Linked DNA regions of Neogale vison: region 1 is linked to region 2. A link is a contact called in public Hi-C data. All regions are on one chromosome and are shown on one strand. Each heading gives the region's core, a stretch centred on a gene start, on an enhancer-like site or on the middle of the called end of the contact. The rest is flanking DNA. Distances are from core to core; before and after follow the strand shown.

Region 1 (6,049 bases), core at 2,494-4,993, 580 kb before region 2:
GCACTTACTCAGTTGAGGAGATGCCATGGAATGAGTCACTACCATTTAATAATATATACCTGTGAGTTTTAATTGAAGTACAAATGCTGAAATATTTCACATGAGACAGCCACAGGGAACAACTCCCTCACTGACGTCAAGGAAGGAGGTAATGGGGGCCACCTCACCAATTCTTTATGCCAAGTAATGAAACATTCTGAGGTGACTGACGGTGGTATGGCTGAGAAGTGGAGAAGAGTTTAACTGTTCCCACATCCAGAACTCCCCAGGGGTACGGGAGCCATTTGGCAAAAACTCTAAACCACAGGTTAGATTCAGGTCCTTGGTTACAATCCCTCTTCCTCCTGCCAAGAAGCCCACGATGTGAAGTGACCTCCCCACCTAGTCCCATAGCCCACCCACAAATCCCCTACTCCCAGGTAATTTGATGTTTTCAACATGAGACACGGGGCTATTTTGTTTGGGACCTGGTTGATTTCTTCAGACACATTGAGACATGTAACGTCAACCACTCTCTGAGCTCACTGCTGAGCTGGAGATGCAGACTCATGGGGTCAGACCTTCGCCCTTACCTCCCACCCCTGGAAAATCACCACGTTCTCTGTACCTCCTGCTGACCTGTGAGGCCAAACAACGTCAAGTCTGGAACAATCTGATCATCCATCTTGGCTTGCTCTGCAGTGGATGGCATCCGCCATGTAAAAGATTGGCCTGGCGAGTCACCTCTGCCTTCAAAAATGTGGTTAAGGGCTCCCAAGAAAAATAACCATGCAAGATGTTCCTACCCTATCTTTTCCTGCCACACATTGCTAGAAGGAAAATCTGAATGGTCCTTTTTTTTTTTTTTTTTTTTTTCACCTCTTCTAGCCAGTTGATAGGATGCACTTGAGAGGAGGGGGAACATAAGGTGACAAGAGCAGAGTTTGAGAGCCTTTCCACTCTATGGGCCCTCCTTGGTCATCTGTTTCGGAGGGGCCACCCGCCTGCGTTCTTCATGCTGTCTCCACTTCAACAGTGACCTAGGTGTCATCCGTCCATCTGGGAGCTCTTGTCATTGGCCCCTCTTGTCAGATATAGTTGCCCTCCCCTCTTGATGGCAATGTGATGGCAAAGGCCATGGAAACCTGAGCCAGCTTGTAGTTCAACCCTCCCTTCTTCTCCCACGTTGCTGTGTCTGCCTCCGAATTACGACCTGATGGTGGGCGGGGATAGAAATGAGAACCAGGGAAGAGGTATTACCTGCCATGGCTCATCTTTTCCACTTGTAAATCATACATCCCATTGTTTTAAAGGGTTGTAATCATAGTTGGCATTTATAAAGCTTTTTTATGGTCTCGAAGCACTTGGCAATCATACGTAACTGCACAATTATCTTGAGAGACACATCAGAGCGATCTTCATTTTGTAAACAGGGAAAATGAATGGTCACAGCAGAGTGTTCTGGTGAAGCTCCGGTCACTCATGAATTCGTTAATCAGACGGTTTTTGAGTGGTTACACGGCAGTGGGTTTGAGGAGGTATTCGAAAATGACCAAGGTTCCATCCTCCCGTTTGAGGAATTCAAAGCAAAGTAGAAAAGGAAATAAGATTGTTTGTGTTATACGCAGACAAGGAATCGTGGAACACGACATCAAAAACTAATGATGTACTGTGTAGGGACTAACGTAATAATAAAATAAAATAAATAAAAATGCTAACTCTTAAAAAAAAAAAGAAATGCATATAAACAAATGAAACAATACAAAATGCGGTGAGTGCTGTGATAAAGGGTTATAATAGAAGCAGGGACAAAAAAAAAAAAAAAAAAAGGCCATGGGAAGGGAGAGAGAAGGGAGTGGTGGCAAAGAGGGAAAGCTTCACAGAAAAGGCAACCATTCAGCGGGGTCTCGAGTCCTGGGTTTGCAACAGATAAGCAGAAACGAACCATGTGACCTCTCATTCCACCACAGTGTCCTCCACTGAAAAAGCATGGCCTTTGACCTGGGTGATTTCCAGGGTTCTGAAACGTTAAGCTGTCCGAGAGAGAGTGCATATAAAAGCTGGGGTTCCGGAAGGGGGGTGGGATGGGATCTTGACTGCGGATTGCCCTGGGAAAGCACTTTAATGAATGCTGTGAAAATGCAAATAAATACCAGTTTAAAAGGAAGTTTTATTTTATTTCCTAAGGAGGAGGTATATTTAAGTGGGTGGGGTGAAGCTGCCGAGGACCGTGATTCTTACTAAAAAACAGAGGAGCCGCGAGTGTCAGGGGAAGCAGAAGTGAAAGCCATCCTTCAGGGGCCTCTTCCAGTGGCCTAATCCGTTGCCGGCGAGTCTGAGAAAATTCCTATCTCACCTGCCGTGGAGGCAGCTGACTCTCAAAGTCTTCACCTTTCATCTCAGAAATGGGAATAATGAGTGTTTCCCAGCCCACCTGAGAATAGTCAGGTGCATTGTCTGAAAAGCCTAAAGCATTTGGTAAAATCAGTCAAGCTTTTAGTAAAACCAGAAACCTAGGCAATACTTTCAGGGACGACATCTCTTCTAAGGTCGGGCAGGGAATAGGGTTTCAGAGGCTTTAGGAATCCTTGGAAGTAAACCATCTCCAGCAGGAGTTAATGGGGTCCATTGGCCTCATTTCAAGGCAAAAGGCTGAATAGGACATCATGTGATGTGTACAATCACACTTACTTTGTTTGGTCCCTGTACCCGTTTTTGGTTTGTTCAACTTTTTAAATGCCTTTGAAGGTCTTAAGCAATTACATTGCTTAGATTTAGAATAAATTATGGAGCCCCGAGGCTTAGAAGCCAACTTCAAGGCTTTTGGTCACTGGAGTAGTATCCTGGGCTCTCGTGATGTTCCAGCATTTCACACATTTGCTGAACAGACACCAGTATTTCTACTTGATTTCGAGTTCAGAGTGTCAAGACCTGTTATTCTCACAAGATAATAGGAGTTAGAATTACACTTCTTTGAGGTGAATATTGGTAAGCAAGAAAGACCTGTTAAGCTTTTTCTTCTCTCGGTATCCAAGATAAGGTTATCACAACGTTTTCTAGCAAATTTGGTTCTGAGTAGTCATAATCTGAAATGTGTCCTGCTTTTAGCTACTTAATACAAGTGAAGAACAGTCATGAAGGCATTGTTGGCCCTCTCTTGACCGGGGAGTGTCAAGATTCCTGGAACAGGAATCCATTTCCCTTCATTGTTTATGGCACGGTGGTCAATAAGTGTTTTGCCGCCTCCCAGTAGACAAGGTCGTGGTTCACATACAGGGAAGAAGATGCCCTGAGTGGATGAATACTTTGCCTTAGGTCAAAGTCACAGTAGCTGTCAGTTTCCTGAGTGGAAACTAAGTGTTTGGACTCTGTCAGGACACTGCAGTTCTGACCATTTTTTTTTTTTTTTTTTTTTAGGAATCGTTAGAAGGCAGGAGGAATCCATACGGACTTATGTGACCTCAGGACTCACCCCTCTGCATACCCCAGTGGAAATCTAGAAGGAGAGTACTGTCTTCAGCAAGGTGGTTGCTTCTGGGACTCTGAGTGTGCCAGGTATGATTATGGGTCTGTTCAAACACGCTCCGGTCTCCTCCCGGGGAGCACTTTGAGCCTCCTCTGAACTTCCAGGCCGCAGGGCTGAGCACAGGGTACAGATTTTTTTCTGAGCCATTTGGCATCTGTGTAATGATTTTTGTCTCTAAGGGTAATGAAAGTACATCAGATGTTGTTCCCTGTACCATGAACTTGGCTTTGAAGCACCAGTGATCCACTTCAAAAGCTCGGCACCATGTGGAGGTTCTGTCTCTGGGGACTCTGATCTGTCGAGGTGCGCCCGTCAACCTGGGACACAGTGCCTACCAAGGCACTTACAACTAAAGGCCAGTTGTCAAAGATGTCAAAGGTGACAAACTGGCATACAGAAATCTTCAAACCACACAGCCTTCAGAATCAGCATAGAGTATACATCATGCTTTGAATGTTGGGGGGGGTGCATCATTTACATGCAGAATGATTTAGAAATTAAATGAAAAGAGATAGAGTGGCCTTCAAAGCTCAGCATAGGGTGCTTTTGGTTATTGTTTATCTGAAGTCCACACTAACCTGTCCAGAGCTGTTTAGACTAGAAAGATGACGCCAGTGTTGGAAGCTCAAGGGAAAATCACAGACACAGTAAAGTTCTGTTTTTATAATTCAGCAAATCAAGGCCACTGCAAACAGCAGACTCCCATGCTGGAAGGAGTTTGGAAAGCATCTGGTCCTACACCCCTTATAGAATTTAGAGTTGGGGACACGAAGGCCCAGGGAAAAAATTTATTGACCCATCTTTCTACAAAAGTTACTAGTAGAATCTGGACTTCAATCCAGGTCCTCTGACTCCCGGCCCAGGTCACCATCACAGAGTCAGGGTAGAGCAGCAAGGAAGAGGGCAGGTTTTGTGCCCCCCAGACAGGGAGTATCTGCAGGCTTTTCCCAGCTCTCTGATTACAGACACATTTCTTATCCCCTCATATTCAATGTCTTTGTAAAAGAGCAAGTAATACTTATCTGTTGAGTTATCTGAAGATTTAATTGAGCCAGAGGAAGGAAAATGTCAAACATCTAGCAGGCAATCATTAAAAGGCAATTGTTATTTTTACTACATGAAAATGTGTAAAAAGAAGAAAAACGGATAGGACTATGATTTCTCCAGCAATGCTTTTTCAGCTCTCATGATTTTTTTTTTTTCTTTTAATGCATTCTCCCCTGAAACATCTTGGAATCTTCAAAGTTAATTTTCATAGTGTTAGATTTACAAATGATATCTGGCCATAAACCACACCCTTCATGCTGGGGCCGGGGCACAGGAGAAGGGAAACTTGTTCTACAAAATTGAAAAGGTGTTTTAATTCCGATTTAGTTGCCAGTCACCAATCTGGAAGGAGATCCTGGCCTTCCTGCAGCCACGTCACTGGGCCCTTCTGACCTGCTCACCTCCCGCAGTGGGACATTTCAGTGGCTTTTCTGAGCCAACATTTTAGAAGGCACATTTTTTTTTTTTCCTGTTCCTTTTCCTGAGCGTTCTCTCACTTTCTTTTCATGGTGCGGAAAACACAGAATCAGAGCTTAGCAGCAGATGGCACTATCAGCATACTTTGCAGTAAGGGGTAAAAAAGGAGAGTCATTCATTCATTCATTCATTCATTCTGATAAGTCTCGATTTAACACTGAATGTGTGTTCAACATTGAGAGGGTTGCTAAACAGAAGAGGTGGCACGTAGCCAGCTGGGAGGAGACTTGCTCTGTGAGGACCCGCAGGGGACCCGTGTCAGCAGAGGAGGTATATCCGGGTGGTCTTTGGAGAGAGCAAGATTGGGGCAGGCTTAAACAGCAAAGGAGGAATTTTTGAGGAAGTTGGTCTGGAGCTGTTCCTTTAAAGGCTGAGTAGAATATGGGATGGCGAAAAGGCAAGGCGGGAACTTAAAATGGACTGTGAAAGCAAAGAGTCCTCCACGGCTGTGGCCATAGACACGATTCCTGGCGGCCACAGCTCCGACGGGTCTGACCTCTCTAGCTTTGTGTGAGCCTCCTGCCTCCCATGGGTGGCTGGTCGCACAAGCAGGACCTCATTTGGCCCTTACTGCTATCCTGGGACGTCGGCTTTACTCCTATGATGGTCCTAATTTGATGAATAAGAACATCGAGGCCTTCAGAGGGAAAGGGACTTGCTTAAGTTCACACCAGCAGTGTCTGGTCGTGCTGGAATCCAGAACTCAGTCTCGTCCCAGCTCAGGCAAGCAGGAAACCGGGGCTCTTACAACACAGGCAGTCACAGCGAAGAGAGCTTGGGACGCAGAGTGACAGTATCCGTTTCAGCTGTCAGGCGGGCTTCAGGTTACCAAGGGCCTGACCAAGAGCTAGGCTGGACTGTGGTGTTGGAGCTGATCCTGTAAACCTCAGGGAGGGTTCTGAGGTTTGGGGAAGCTAACGATGGGTGTCGGTGCTGCAGCTGCCTACAAGGGATTGGAAGGATAGGAACAGGAATCAGGGAGACCAATGAAGAAAATGTTACAGAAATTGAGGCCAGGAG
Region 2 (5,756 bases), core at 2,628-5,127:
AATGTAATAATAGATGCTAAAACTACATATGGGAAAAGCATGCTATAACATGGTTAACCTATGACGTAAATAAATTATAAAGGGATTGATTGCACTGTATTTTTCCCATGAAAGGCTGAGTTGTACTCCTCTATCATGTGGGTCATCTGTGCTGTAAACTCTAAGACACATGATTTCATTAGAATCCATACCAAATCAGGGTCATTGGGGCATCAGGGTGGATAGGAAAGGCAAAGCATATAAGTACTACATGAGGCTTTTGAATATACTACCTCATTTAGACTGGCCAACTACCATGCAAAGTAGTTATAATTATCTCTATTTTTAAAGATGAGACTGGAACTCAGAGACATCGAGTGTTTAACCTGTGGTTATACTACCAGTAAATGACAGAGTCAGGATTCAAATCCACATTTGTTCATTTCCCAAGCCCAAGCTCCTCCCCAAGGGATCAGGACACCCGAGCTGTCTGTGGCCCTGTACATGGATTTGACTTTACATAAGTAACTTTCCTTCTTGGGGTCTTCGGTCATCTTGAAGGTCCATTCTCCGACGCAACCTCAAATATCCAAGATTTGAAATGAAGTTCTAGTATATGTCCTATCCAAAAATAAATAAGGTAAAACATACAATGCACAATTTCCACAATGTCTAGATTGCTTTCTTTTCTATTTTCTGCTATGGCACATTTAGCTGGATTTGTCTAAGTGTTGGCACCAAATGAAGACCTTCAGTAAAGACGCAACATATTCACAGTTTCTTTATATGCGTGATGTGCAAGCTTAAGTGAGGCATCTACTGTGTGCAGAGATCTGGAAGCAGCTGCAGCTTAAACAGGCATCATCTAAATGTAGGCAGGAATTAGCTCAGGCTGACAGAAGAGGGCCCTCAAGTTGGGGACAGTCAACTGTGTGCACTAAGGCTGAAGACTGTCCCTCCACCTCTAAGCCAAAGATCCTAGAGGACTAATCATGTAGAGAAAACAGCCCATCTCTTCAAGCCACTGTGCTGTGGTGAAAATGTCCTAGACTTAGCTATGCATCACGTACCCCAAGGACTTTGATAAGATGCCTTACCTTCAAGGGAGCCTCAGTTTCCTCATCCACAAAATTTAAAATTAACCACCCTCCTGCATTTATTATGGAAGGGGGGGTGTGTGTATATGTGTGTGTGTGTCCAAATAATGAGTGCAGGGCCTTGTAGGTTCTAAGACTCTGAAGTACTGAGAGCTGACATTCTCCTTTCTCCAACCAAAATTTTGCCTGACACTTCCACTCTCTTTGATTCCCCCACCTCAAAAACAGAGATGTGATTTGTGGGGTAGGCTTTCTCTTTATTATTATTTATTATTATTATTATTTTTTTTTTTAAGCACTCTTATGGTGGGGAAAGCATGGGTTTTAGTGTCTTTGGTTTTAAACCAGTTGAACTACTGGCTGGCTTGTTGTTGCCTTAAGTATGTTTGTTAATCTTTATTTTCTTCAGGTTCCCAATCTGTCAAATGGGGTAATAATACCTTTTGAGTGGTGATATTTGAATTCAAAATGACATATTGAAAGAGCCTAACACACTTTCTGGTCCACAGTGGCTGTTCAATAAATTGTGGTGGGCACTGTAATGATATACTACTCTTTTCACATGGCCAGTGATAAACCAAGGGAAAGGAAAGATTGAGTGCCCCCCCCATCCCAGTCCCCGCTCTTGCCTGCCAATCCAACACCTCACAGCCCTTCCGGCTTTGTCAGTGACTTGCTGTGGGGGCCACTCAGTGCTAAAGGAACATGGTCAGTTGTCTTCTCCCGTGGGCTAATACTTCAGTACGTCTGCTGCCACCCAGCAACTGCCCAGGGGAACTGCATGCATTTCATACATGCCGAATTGAAAGCGGTAGTTATTTGAAAAGTCTAAGAAGCAATGAAGGGAAACCTATTTTGAAAACCCCTTCCCCAGCAATAACTTATAAATGCGGGAAAGGTTCCATGCTAAGATTGGGTCAAATTTCACGTTCCTGACAGGTATAATTTCTACAGAACCACTTGGAGCTTCTTCTCTCCTCAGCATACTACTACTACTACTACTACTACTACTACTACTACTCCTCTTATTATTATTTAAGAGTACCCAGATAAGAATTTTGAATTACACAATTTTAGTTCTGAAGGACACCTGGAAGATCAGAGCCTATGCTCCCATTGCTCTGCAGATGTTTAAGAAAAAAAAGTCCAGAGAAGAGAAGAGAGAAAATCATCAAGAGCCAGGGTCAGGGAGCTCATTTACAGAAAGTCAAAACTCTAATTCCACATATACTCTCTGATGCTGATGCTCCACTCCCTAGATGTTTCTAAAGAGTAGATTCCCTGTTTCCTGATGATGTAAAGAGAACAACACTAAAGATTTAGTCAATGAACAACCTTCTTAATTAATTACCCTTCTGTAGGTTCTCCTCTCAGCCTTGTCATTGGGGTCCCGAGCACAGTCCCCTAAAACCACAGTTTATATCTCTCCTAAAAGGGAGACTGAACCAGACACTCTAAAATCCCTTCAAGCTCCAAAAGCCTGTGTTTCTCATCACTCACTCTCATTTACTGAATTATCATAATGGCACCTTGAAAGAATTTAAACACATCAAAGTTAACAGTTGTTTTTTTTTTTTTTTCCCCTGCAATAAATTAAAAGAAACAAATCCTGAACTCTGACTCTCTGCCAAGCGTCCCTAAGTTTCCATGACCTTCCTCCAGGTGGGTTCTCTCTGAGACATACGCTATGTAGCCCTGGGGCACAGGCCAACCTGGTAATTACTCTTGCCTTTTCTTATTTGTATGTAAGCTTGTACACATGGGTAAGAGCTCTTTTCTGAGGCGATCCATTAGTCAGTGAACATTCATGCCACCCCTAATGAAAAGGAGTTCGGGGAGTTAAAAAAAAAATAATAACATATGGTTGGTGATCAAGATATGATTCGGAAAATCATGGGAAGAGTCACAGCATGTGACCTTGAAGTCACACGTTCTTATGGCAATTGTATGTTAAAGATGGATCTTGACAGAAAGATCAGAAACACTGAACTTTGAGTCAGAAAGCTAGAATAACGGGCTTTTTATTTGTGCTTTTGCCTTATGCCCTGCTTTTTGCCGTGTGTTTTTATTTGTGTTTTGTTCTGTGTTCTTTCCTTTGGGGGGGGGGAAACTGAGGATGTTAACTGGGGTATTTCTAAAGATAGATGATCCAAATACCAGTTCTAAGATTTAACTGCTGATTCTTCAGAGTCTCATTTGGTGAAAATAGAAGGAAAATACATAATATAAGAGCATTTTCCCCACAGAAAGAATAGAAAAGCTAAATTGATGGGGTCTGAAAAGCTAACATCTAAATATGGATTACAAGTAAGAACAAAGTCAAGAGTGCCCTGTGTGTGAAAGATCCACATTCTCCAGCTTCCCAGACTCTATGCTTTGGATTCCGGCAACAATCAGGCTCCCTTTCGGAGAACTGATTTGTCTCTTCATTTATTTATGTATTTATTTATTTATTTTCTATTTTATTAACATATAACGTATTACTATTTGTCTCTTTAACACCGAATCCCTGACTTGGATTCCAAATATGCTTCAGAATTCGGCCATTACGCCACTGAAGACCACAAACGCTTCTCTGAAGAAACACGGTGCCTCTAACACTGATGGGTTTTCTTGTTATTTAGAGCAACAGACTTTAATAGAACCTCAAACTGGGTGCCCTAACAGTAAGTACACAGTAAGTACTTGCAGAGTAAGTTTTTGGGTAGTTTTCAAGCATATCCCCGCAGGGATGGGATCCTGCCCTCTGCAGGAATTCCTAGGCAACTACTTCCCAAGGAGGTATTGCTCATTTAAATAAAACCTCCTGGCAACCAAATATTTATCTAGAAGAAATTGGGAGTGGCCCTGTCCAATCAGGCACCTGGTTCAGCCAATTACTCAAAAATAACAGGATTGTGGCATCCGAGGCACGCCTCCTCCCAGGGCTTTGCCAAGAAATAGCTCAGCCACCCCCCACCATCCACCCATCCTTGTCAACACGCCTCCCTGGGCATTATAAGTGAGTGGACGACACCGCACCCAACATCCAATCCAGGGCATTCTTGGCACAGACCCCGCCCCCACCCCACCCCCCGAAGGCAAAGTGGCGAGCATGCGTGACAAAATCCTTGCCTGCTGCCCCGTTCACCATAGAATGCCACGTAACGCGATCCTTACTGAGGATGGTAGCCCCATAAACCTCAAGGCAATGTTTTCAGACTTTATTTCTATCCAAGCGAATCTCAAGCAACTTGGTTCCCATGGAATCTGGAGCCATTAATCAGTGTTGCCCACAAGAAGATGATACTCAGACTCTCATACATAACTTCTTCTTTCCACACCTAGGTTAAGTATCCAACATCTCTCAGCAAGACTGACTCGAAGATCTGATCAAACTTTTCTCAGTGCTCTAACCCACGCCACACACCACCACCTGTCCGAATCATTTATTTACCACCCATTGAATACACACGGAATATTGTGTTATCAGCTGTGAAAACACCAAGATGCATAAAAGCCTTTTTGCTCTATAACTTTTATGACTTCCTTTGACCAATCAAAATATAGAAAACCTCCTTATCCTGCCTTTTAACACCATCGATCAACAGGTTTTCCTTCCTCCCCTCCCTCCCTCCCTCTCTCTACCCTTCTTGTCCTCCAGTGGCCTAGGAGGCTAGTCATGGATTCTGAAACAACTTTCCACATTTTGTATCATGTCTTTTGATAATACTCTTTCCCTAGCCCATGAGGCACTTACTGTTCTCTACCAAAATCCATTAGTCTGTTATATCTTTAGCAATAATTTTCATGCTTAGGAAAACAGTTGCCTAATCAGTGCTTCCAGTGCTCCCACAGTGCACTGCCTCTGTCAGTCATTCAGGGTTTGTCCTGTATGTGTGTTATATGAGGATTAGTTTTCTAGGTATATACTCTCCCAGCCCAAATTAGATCTCAGGTTTTTGAGAGTAAGGCCAATGTGTAATTCATCTCCTTTCCCCTGTAGAAATTATGACACCATTGTTCTCATTGGTTGAATCACCACATTAATCCTATCAAAACTAAATCTTTCTTCCAGGATCTGGGTACAGCAATATCTAATTTGCCATGAAAGAAAACAAAAAACACACAAGGAAAATGCACAATGATGGTAACTATATGAAACAGCTGAAATAATTTTTAACTAAAAAAAAAAATCAAGGAATATTTAAAACCAAGGTAATATTAATATTAATCAAGGTAATATTAATTGCCTATCATTCTTAATTATAAGTTGGGTTTTGCACCAGAACCAACTTCCTCTACCTGCCACGCCTTCAGCAAATGGGACAAAATATAACACAAGGTGTTTTAGGTAGGCACACCCTGGATTTGGGTCACTTCTCTGTGCATACCTATAAAGTCATTTCTTCCTATACACGCCTTCTGCTTGGTCTGAACTGGGAGCTACATTCTCATTCTTAGGAGCATTTTAACATGTGCTTCCCCTACTCACAGAAATAGATCCCTTATCTCCTGTTCATATGGCTCAGACTCTCCCAAACCAACTCATGAAGTTGCTATTCCTCCCAGAAAATAGACCCCAGCTCCCTGTTAGCTTGACACAGAGGGACAGGCCTAGAGCTGAGTGAACAATTAACACTCCTTTCCTGCTGAACTTACAGTGCAGACCTGTAGTCCCAGCTGCCCCACTTGGTGAGT

What was found. Hi-C and Micro-C count contacts between places; a contact is called where the count stands out from the background.
Region 1: a contact with region 2 is called in a Hi-C map of muscle, with 5 times the contacts expected there. The contact joins two enhancer-like sites. A contact is called at or near these places in 2 of 3 Hi-C or Micro-C datasets (fibroblasts and muscle).

What each region holds. Positions count from the first base shown.
Region 1 is chr6:112,126,390-112,132,438 of ASM_NN_V1, reverse strand. No RefSeq gene overlaps it. Among named protein-coding and RNA genes, the nearest start is that of P3H2, 160 kb to the left of the region's middle. Within about 2 kb of position 3,743, the one cell type or tissue checked has open chromatin away from gene starts, as enhancers often do. A contact at or near this core is called in fibroblasts, where this site is marked.
Region 2 is chr6:111,545,137-111,550,892 of ASM_NN_V1, reverse strand. The region is part of intron 4 of TPRG1 (tumor protein p63-regulated gene 1 protein); the gene reads right to left. Among named protein-coding and RNA genes, the nearest start is that of TPRG1, 86 kb to the right of the region's middle. Within about 2 kb of position 3,877, the one cell type or tissue checked has open chromatin away from gene starts, as enhancers often do. A contact at or near this core is called in fibroblasts, where this site is marked.